2 separate regions of the Zea mays genome follow, and region 2 is linked to region 1. Evidence: chromatin contacts called from public Hi-C data. All regions are on one chromosome and are shown on one strand. Each heading gives the region's core, a stretch centred on a gene start, on an enhancer-like site or on the middle of the called end of the contact. The rest is flanking DNA. Distances are from core to core; before and after follow the strand shown.

Region 1 (4,828 bases), core at 604-3,103:
CAAACGGTCTAGCTCTAATTTAGCGAAAATTGCAAAGTGTGCAAAGGGGTCGACCGAGGGAAGAGGATCCCCTTCGCTCATGCACGCATGCCTCTTGGTGACTGGGATGTGACTTAGTTTAGGCTCTAACACTGCCCTGTGTGGCTCGCCACTCACCAGGCGGAGAAAATATTAGAGAATAGGCAACAACAATCGGAGAACAGGCAACGATAGTAGATCTTCCTCTTACCTCTCTCCTTCATAGTTGCAGACCGCATCACTGGCTCCGGGTCCACTGCCGACATGTCCCGGTGATGGAGAGGGGTGATGAGAAGCCTGAGGGAGTGGGGATGGAGGCAATGGAGCCTGGGCGAGTGGGGATGGAAGCGATGGAGCGTGGGCGCGTGAGCAGCAAAATGGATCTCAGCCGCCGACACAAACCCCAGCTGTCATAGGTGCTACTGGACTGCGAGAGTGACGGATGAGACGAGGGATCGAGAGCCACCACGAGAACGGGAATGAGAAACACAAGTGCAGACTAGTTTTTTTACTTCCCCATGGATCAAGGTGGTTAGGAATAAAAAGGTCTGTGACATTTTGGCCCATGCCTCATCTAAACAGGAGCCCGAGATACGTGGGGAAGAGAAGACGTGGGCTTTACCCCTCATGCGGATTGGGCTGGGATCCCTGCAGGGATTGGGTCATACAAAGGAGCCCTTAGAATGCTTGGTGTTATGGTGGAGGCGCCTAGGGGCCTCTTTTATAGCCCCAAGGGCCAAGGAGTCGTTGCTCCTCCATTTGGAAGGCAGTGGTTGCCTTCTGTCTGTGGGTGCACCGGACAGTCCGGTGGCACATCGGACACTCAATCCGCAACACCACCGAATCGTCTGATTGGCCGCCTTCCTTTTCGGGTGGGCACCAGACTATCTAGTGGCACACCGGACATGTCCAGTGACCCTTCCCGACCGTTGCCTGCTGACGTGGTCGGCACTGATCACGCGGTCAACCATTGGAGTTCGCGAGGAGCCGTTCCGTGCCTAACACACCGGATTGTCCGATGATTTATACCAGCGTGCCTCGGCGTCTTTCCCAAGTGCAGCGGCTAGTTTGGGCCCGGAGACCAGGCTAGCACCAGACTGTCCGATGTGCCCAGTCTGCCCCAACTTCTCCTGTTTTATACCAAACTTCTTTGCTTCTTTTTGGCTCGACTTAAAGAGTTCCCTAGCACTTAGATGAGCATAGTTAGCAACTAAATCGATTGACTAAGTGATAGAAACATACCTTTATCACTTTGTTCCATAATGGTTTGCAATATGCTCAAACTCAGTCCAATTGTCACTTTACTTGCACATAGAAGTTAGTAGCCAAATAGCAGTACATGGAACATAGCATAAAGTGAGTGCAACTTATTTAAACACTTAAACTTCATGTTTTGTGGTTTTATCCAAGGTTGCACTTTTTGGTCCTCTAATCCAACTCGTTTGGATTTTGCATCTTCAATTTGCTCGATTAGAATCTGAGCTAATCCTCACACCAAGATGTTTAGTTCATAGTGGTGTGTTGAGCAGTTAATCACCAAAACGCTTAGAAATGGCCCAAGGGCACATTTCCCTTTTAGTCCGGCAGTGTCGTGGCCCGGTAGTGTCGCTCTGGTGCCAAATCTCATGAGCAGTACCAAGATGTCTTACTCGATCGGACTTAGAAAGTGAGAGACATGAGAACAAAGCATGAGTCTTGTTGTTCATAGCATAACTCATGGCTATATGCTTGGAAGAGAGTGGCTCAAACAACAAGGACCATGTAGGTGTCATCAAGATAGATCTCGCATACCCTTGATCCAATACTATGAAGATATGTGGACATATGGATCTTCCAATATGGGTAGTTCGATCCATAAAAGTGGTGGCTTGCCAAGACAATGCTCCATGTCACCTTCTTGGATCAAAAACTAGCTAAGGTGAGTTGATCCTTAACCTGCTCTAACTAATGTCAATTGAAGCATCAAATTATGTGGCCATAGGAGGGATGAATGAGAGCCAACAAAAATCTTTGCACCTCATCACTCTTATCTTAATTTCCGAAACTTCACCCAAACCTCTAGAACACCAAAAACCTCACAAACAAAACAACTAGAGATTGATTGCTCAAAGAAGTTCCTAGAGTGATGTAAGAGGAAACAACTAGATCAAGGATGGATACTCAAACACCTAAGCCCAATAACATGTTAGTGCCACTCCTTGGCCCAATAGTACCCTCCTTAGCCCAAAAGTCCCACGACCCAACAATGTCGTTCTTGTTCATGTTTCGCTTGGATAAAACTTCAACCATAGCTACATAGAGGATTCAAGGATATTCCAAAAACTTAGGATTCAAGGCTATTCCAAACACTTGAACTCCAAAAGATTAAACCGAGAATTATGATACCACCTTGGGCTTATCAAATCTTATTTACCATGACTACTAATAAGACATCAGCATAAAGAAGCTTTTCAAAACTAAATTTGTTAGAGAATTATTTGTGGCTCAAAATATCTTCGAAAAGCTTAAATATTTTGGCTATTTTATGTACGGAGAAGTTATTATTGGATAAAATCCATATTGACACCATCATCAACGACTTCGCATATATATACTTTTAAAGTAATACCGTAGTATGAAAAACTTAAAACCTAAGGTAATACCATACTTTTTATTTAACTTGTTGATTAATATGAATATTTTTTAGCTACACCTAGAGTGTTTGTATTAGTAACATTTACATATTAAAAATAACTAAAAAACTTCTATTTTAAATCTTATCCTGGGTCCCTAAAATCTCATAACGGCCGCTGCCTGCTTCTCTACACTCAAGAACATAGCATTGGCAAAAAAATGGCGATCTTCATAATACTTTCACATCTCCACACCCGTGAATAAACATCATCCTCTATGTAGTGTCAAAGCAAGGGAGTAATCCAACGTCATGTTATAAGACCATCAAAATTGCACAGGGCATTCTTCACTGATCCATGTAAGGCCCAGCCAACATATATAGGCTAACAGCTAAAAAAGGAACGAGCTAAATATTGATGCTCGCTGCTTAACTGGACAAACCATTCAGAAATCTGTTTCATTTCCACATCGAAGGAACCTGATAATTGTCTACTTCCAGTGGCAACAATTTTATCAAATGGCAGTGGAAGGACGCTGACCAATGCACCAATGGCAGTAAACTGAACACTTAAACTCCATGATTTTGTAAAATGTGCCCCTGTTAACAATAACGATAATTTGTTCCTTAGCTTACTAACACTTCTCTCCTCGTAACCAACATCATCGACAAATGACCTATAAATTGGGACATGAACAGAGTACATCAGGAATAAATTTAGAAATTAGAATAGTCAGAACAAAAGATATACTTGGAACTTGCATGAATATATATATATATATATATATATATATATATATATATATATATATATATATATATATATATATATATATATATATATATATATATATATATATATATATATATATATATATATATATATATATTGTATGCACGCGTGTGTACTCGTGCTCGATCCAAACGACAAAATAAACATTCATTGCAGAGACCTAAACATTTTAGATCATGTTGGTTTTAGCTTGGATGATGGAATACTGAAAATTAATATCTCAATTTTCGGGGAATGGGGAAAAGGTAGAAGAAAGAATGTGCCAAGGTCCAGGTGTTTTAGACATCACACATCTGAAATTTTGCAATTGCCCTACAGGGGAAGTCACCAAACAGCTATACTATATTATGATCTTTAAATCAACCTGTACAGTGAAATAACTGATAGAATGACCAGGCCTAGCTGTCATGTAAAGCTGTGTGTAGCATAGTTCATGACTGAAAAGTTTTTAGGACTTAGGATTGGATTGATTAGTGAGGTTGACCTATACAAATTCCTATAAAAAACAACAGTTTCAATTTAGGGTTATAGCCATCCAAACTTCCATCAAGAACGAGATTTGAATGATTTTTTTCTGATTGCACAGGAATTAGTTCCTTGTTATATCGGTGGCTTCCGTATATATGCTTCCTCTTATGGATAGAATGATGTGTCACTAACTGTAATCATTTATGATTATATATATATATATATGTGTGTGTGTGTGTGCGCCCCCCCCCCCCCCTAGTCCCAGCCCCTTTGGTTGTGTGCGGCTAGGGGTGGTAATGGATCGCGATCCAAATGATTCTTCACAAATTGTTAGGGCCCTAAATAAATTTTAGTTCAAAAATAAATAGAAATAGAGTCCGATCCTAATCCTATCAATCCTTAAATTTTATAGTGTAAAATTTAGAGCCCATTGTTACCCCTATGTGCGGCATTACACCACTCTCTTCTCAATCTCTCATTTCTATACTATTAGCATATAGGCTATGCTAACGCTATGATCCCACGGAGGGGAGGGGTCGACGGTGACGGTGGCAGCGTGATGGAAGGGTTGCTGATCCCGCCGCCGGCAGAGCGTGAGGGAGAGGAGGCAGCAGGGTCACTGGGGATGGGGAGGGATGAGAGATGATCCAAAAAGTATTGTCCATTAGATTTTGAGTAAGGGAGAGGGGGTTAAACATCGATCTAAACCGTTGGTTTTGATGGTGTGTTAAGTCTAGGTGCAATTTGTTTGGTGGATTTAGCGGACGTTATGGTTGAGAGTGATTTAGTTGGGCGAGTTTTGCAAAGTTTAAACTGGTGGATTATATAGTGGTATAGATACATGATTCCAGGTATAACAGAGTGCCACATACAACACATACACGTCAAGAATTCTATGGTGGTAGATTCTCTATTCATGCATTGGAAAATAAAACACA
Region 2 (4,836 bases), core at 1,352-3,851, 150 kb after region 1:
TTAAACTTATTGTATTTTATTTTGTTAGAAATTTTTATATAGTTACAGAGCTGTTAATATTGTTTCCTCATGCTACCTGGTGTCTCAGAAACATTTGTCGTGGAGAACACAACTTTGAACATGTACGAAGGTTTTCTCTCTCTGAGGGTCAAGTTGCTTAAAGATAGAGCATCATACCCATGTATTATTTGGACAGGCTAATGAGGTATGTTTTTTATGACATTGGCCAACTAGCATCATAAATAATAAGTGTTTCTTGCTTGAATTGACATGGAAAAATTGAAAATCGAGTATTTTTTCGTTTGTATTTTTTGATTGTAGATGGCCTCTAAAATGAAATATTTGTCCATGGTACCTTGTTCCTCCTAGGTTTTTTTCCTTGTATTTTATTTTTAAAACATTGGTTTCAGTGTTTTCTTAGAAGTTTGTGAGTCATCTTCCATTTTCTAACAATATAATGGTCTGATGCTATTTGGATGGTTCTTCTGCACCTAGCATGACTGGTTGAGAAATACGTTAATTCTGTGGATATCAATAACACTGTGTATTACCAAGTTATGCAAGTATTAGGTGGTACTCCTTGTTTGGCCATTCCATCATTTTGTTGCTACATGAGGCATTTCAAGATTTTTTTTACAGAATTTCACCTTAGCTTTACCTTCATTTGATGTATGCGTTTGCTTTTTCATATCAAAGAATGCAGCCCCTTGCAAACCTTCATTCATGCTATTCTGAACCTGAAGATCATGATTCAACAGAGCCTGATCCCTCCAATACAGAGTGCCTTCTCTTAGCCAGAGGAATCAGATCCTGCTGTCATGGTGTCATGCGACGAAGTGGCGCCGTGTTGTTGTCGACACTTTTGCTTTCTGTATGGACTCGTGTATTTACAATCGGAGTCAAAGGTCTCAACTCTCAATTTACATACATGGACAACATTCAACTCTACTCATTTAACTTTAAATTTTGCATCGTGTGTATATCTGATCCCTCCGCTGCCGCAAGGCGAGCGGCTCGGTGATCGCGCGCCGCCACTCCACCACTGGCCCTCGGAGATTGCTCCCTCCTCGAGATTGTCCCCTCCACCTCACGCGGCACCTAGACGAGCGACCTCACGCCATAGGGCCAGCGCACTCGACCGCGACCCGAGTTTCGCTTCGATGCTATCTCGGACGGCTAGCGGATGTTGTCCTCCATCTCATAGTAGTATAACACTCATTTGTATATAAGTTATTGTGATATTATATGTTCTCATTGCAATGCACGAGCCTCATCTATTAACACATTGATTATTAAATTAAATTTGTTACCTCTCATATTATGCTCAGATTACTTACATATCTTCTAGCAATTTCAAATGGGATGTTATACAGAATATTGGAAATCCTTCATTGAAACGAGCTTCCTACTCATGTATTTTTATATATTTTTCCAGCATGCTCTTATCATATTAATACGAGGTAGTGGTGTTCGTTGCATCTTGCAACATTACTCCTGCGGAAATGATGTCACTGACTCATTGTATAATTTCTCTGATGGATATATGATTAAAGAATGGAGCTGCTCTGGATATCACTAAGACTGCACCTGTTTTTCTCTACTACTTATTAAGGCTGCAAGGGTAGCCTGCCTCTCTGGTTCTGTCGTTCTGCCTTCGGTCAATCTGGACCGTCCGATCACATGGGCCCACAGCTGACCGCCGCCCAGTAACCTTCGAGCTCTGAATCAATCACGCGCAATCCTTGCTCTGCCAGCCGCAACCACCTCCGCCCGCGGCCCACCCGCATCGCTAGGGACGCTCAGAGTCTTCTTCCAACCGATGATGTCGATCTCTGGCAGCGGTTTCATGTGTGGCCCTCTCCACGTTCGTGCGTTCGCCATTCCCATTCCATTCCCCTCGCGATTTAACATTTATGGAAATATACAAGAGTACCTCAACCTATTATGGAAAAAATAGATTAAATAAACAGTTATGCTTATGTTTATTTTATATTTATTGATTTAAATATCTAAACTATGATGTTCTATGAAAGATCATTCTTGAATTTTTGCCTTTAAATTGTCTTGTTAAATCTTGTATACTACACTACTCAGAGTGCTCGTGCGTCATAGGTCCGAGTTTCTCTTCAACGTTATCCCGGACGGCTCGTGGATGTCGTCCTCCATCTCATAACAGTATAACACACATTTGTATATATAAGTTATCGAGCTATTATATAATCCTGTTGCAACGCACGAGCACTGACCTAGTATATATATATATTAAATTTATCATATTTATTTGAATATAGATATAAAAACATGAGCTAAAATAAATACTAGACAGAGTGAGTATATTATAAAATTAGAGCGAAAGTGAGAAATTAAAAAAAACCAGAATCGTATATTCATACAAAAGGCAACGGTAACACACCACAGTTCACCCCCAGCTGGCGTTGGCCCGCAAAAACAAACGGAAATAAATCAGAGAATCCCCTGATAATCAATCCAGTCCACCCATCGAACCGAACACATTTTCTCTCTCCTGCGGCTCAGCCCACCACCGAACCCGAGTGACCCACACACGCAGACGCATTCGCACCAAAGAAAGCGAGGAAGAAAAGAAAAGCAGGGTCGTGACAGGACGGGGGGAAGAGAGACCTCCACTCACGGACTCAGCCCCCGCCGGAAAGCACTGAGCTTCCGAGCGGCCCGCCGCGAGGAACGCGTGACCTCGCCGCGCGCTGTTGCGGCTGGGCGGGCGGCGCATTCAGGATCTGCTAGGGTTCCCCGCCGGTGGGGTCCTGGCCATGGCGAGCCCGCGCTCGGCCGGCGGTGACGAGGCGATCTGGATGAAGCTGCGCGAGGCCGGGTTCGACGAGGACGCTGTCAGGCGCCGCGACAAGGCGGCCCTCATCGGCTACATCTCGCGGCTCGAGTCCGAGGTAAATCTCCTCGCGACAAGGAGGCCGTCAGGCGCGGTATTTTGGTTTATTGCTTTATTGGCTTGGTAGTGTGCGGTTCTTTGTTACCTGGTCTAGCAGTTCAACTAGTCCGGTTCTTTCGAAGGGAGGCGAGTAGGATTTTCCCGTCAAGTTTTGTAGAAAGAACAATGGCGATATTGTGTCGTCGGGGGGAGGGCGGGATTTAGGGGAGGGAAATTTAATTTTGGCGTTTTTTTTTCTCGTTGGCTTGTTGCTCCCCCCACCCCAAATGTATTAGGTACGACGATGAGCTGGTCAAGTCTGAAAGAAGCTCATATTTTCCATTAGCTGTTGGTATTCCTGTATTCGTAACGATTCTTCTATGGATCTTGCACTTTGAGTTTCAGGGGTGTAACCGTTCAAGCTCTTCTGTTTTGTCTCGTGTTTCCCTGGGTTTCTTTCGGTATAGGCCGCGATGATACGCGTTTTCAAATGCTGTAGCTACAGCAGCTAGCTCGCCATGTGAGCTAGGTAGGATGCACTTGTTTTTCTAGCATATTGCAAAAACATGTTTACGAACTATTTCTGGAGGCTGCCACATAAGCTGGGTCCACCGGTTCCTACAATTTGGCTATGTGCATTACCGGATGAGTCGTTTAAAATAATTAATTGCCACAGTTATTGTGATAACATATGGATTTATTTTCTGGATATTATATGTTTTTGGTATCACTTAACCTTCTTTACATATTAACTGAAAATATTACGTGGTATTCCGATTGATATTGCGATGTGTTTCTTTCTGTGCCTGGGTGGTGAAAAAGTTATCTTGTTATGCACTATATTGTTTAACTGGCTGTTTCTGCTTATTTTGTTAGGCATCTTTAAGGTTTGCATGCTTTATTCTCTCGATAGATAGACAGCGTGTGTTTTGCCATTAGTTGCTTGGTTTTTAATTGAGCCCAAAACTTTTTTTCCTGCAGATCTATGAATATCAGCACAATCTTGGGCTTATTTTATTGGAGCGGAAGGAGTTGACGTCCAAATACGAACAACTCAAAGCTTCTTTTGAAGCCACTGAGATCATACTCAAGCGAGAGCGAGCTTCGCAGCAGTCTGCTTTATCTGAAACAAGAAAGAGGGAAGAAAACCTAAAAAAAAATCTAGCCATTCAGAAGGAGTGCATATCAAATGTAAGATTCCATTTCAATTAATCATCGAGATTTTATGGACGTGAAATATGATGTTCTCCCTTGGTTTGTCAAAATGTACACTAAAAGCTAATGTCATAAACGTGTAAGATGATGTTCTCATTAGGTTTGTCAGATTATACATCAAATGTAAGCTTGCTGTCAGTGTTTTTAAATCCTAAGGCGAGGCAAGGTGTTGGACCGCCGCCTGGACGCCTAGGTGGCGCCTAGGCGGGCAAGGCGCCTAGGATTTCTGGGCATTGGCCCACCGCCTGGACGCCTAGGCGACACCTTAAAAACACTGCTTGCTGTACTTTTTTAGTCAGACGTCTCTGAAGAGAAGCTTGTTGTGGTTTTGGTGCATGCTAACATAGTGATATCAATTTGTTCATGTAAAAGTGCAGTGATGCAGTGAAGTCTGGGAGATCTAACACAAGAATGTCTGATAGTAAAATCCCTTGTTCCACTAGTATCTTAGTTTTGTGTGCGATTAAAACTTCTGTTTCTTGCTGAACATGAGTGAAGGATTATTTTTGAAAAGTCATATAAGCAATATTTGTTGTAAGTTCTGTAGGATGCTAGCAAAAGGTTACTCTTGATTTGTCTTGGTATTTGATTTCTCAGTTAGAACTGCGTGAAACTCTCAAATTAAACTCTGGTACTGACATCATGTTTTGAATGTAGCTTGAAAAGGCACTTCATGATATGCGCGGGGAAACAGCTGAAATAAAAGTTTCATATGA

The links. A called contact is a pair of places that touch in the nucleus more often than the background predicts.
Region 2: a contact with region 1 is called in a Hi-C map of an unstated tissue, with 3 times the contacts expected there. The contact joins the promoter of LOC100216960 here to the enhancer-like site in region 1. A contact is called at or near these places in 7 of 25 Hi-C or Micro-C datasets (ear, leaf, leaf mesophyll and 1 more) and 1 of 3 datasets of contacts at active chromatin or transcription factors (seedling).

Annotation. Positions count from the first base shown.
Region 1 is chr3:198,951,943-198,956,770 of Zm-B73-REFERENCE-NAM-5.0, forward strand. LOC100384198 reads right to left here. Exons shown (of 9, transcript XM_020549945.1): 9 at 2,650-3,306. The coding sequence ends at 3,015. Among protein-coding and RNA genes, the nearest start is that of LOC100384198, 12 kb to the right of the region's middle. Within about 2 kb of position 1,854, at least 2 of the 20 cell types and tissues checked have an H3K27ac peak or open chromatin away from gene starts, as enhancers often do.
Region 2 is chr3:199,101,776-199,106,611 of Zm-B73-REFERENCE-NAM-5.0, forward strand. It overlaps LOC100216960, which reads left to right and starts at 2,602. Exons shown (of 8, transcript NM_001317378.1): 1 at 2,602-2,924; 2 at 3,887-4,096; 3 at 4,778-4,836. The coding sequence starts at 2,790.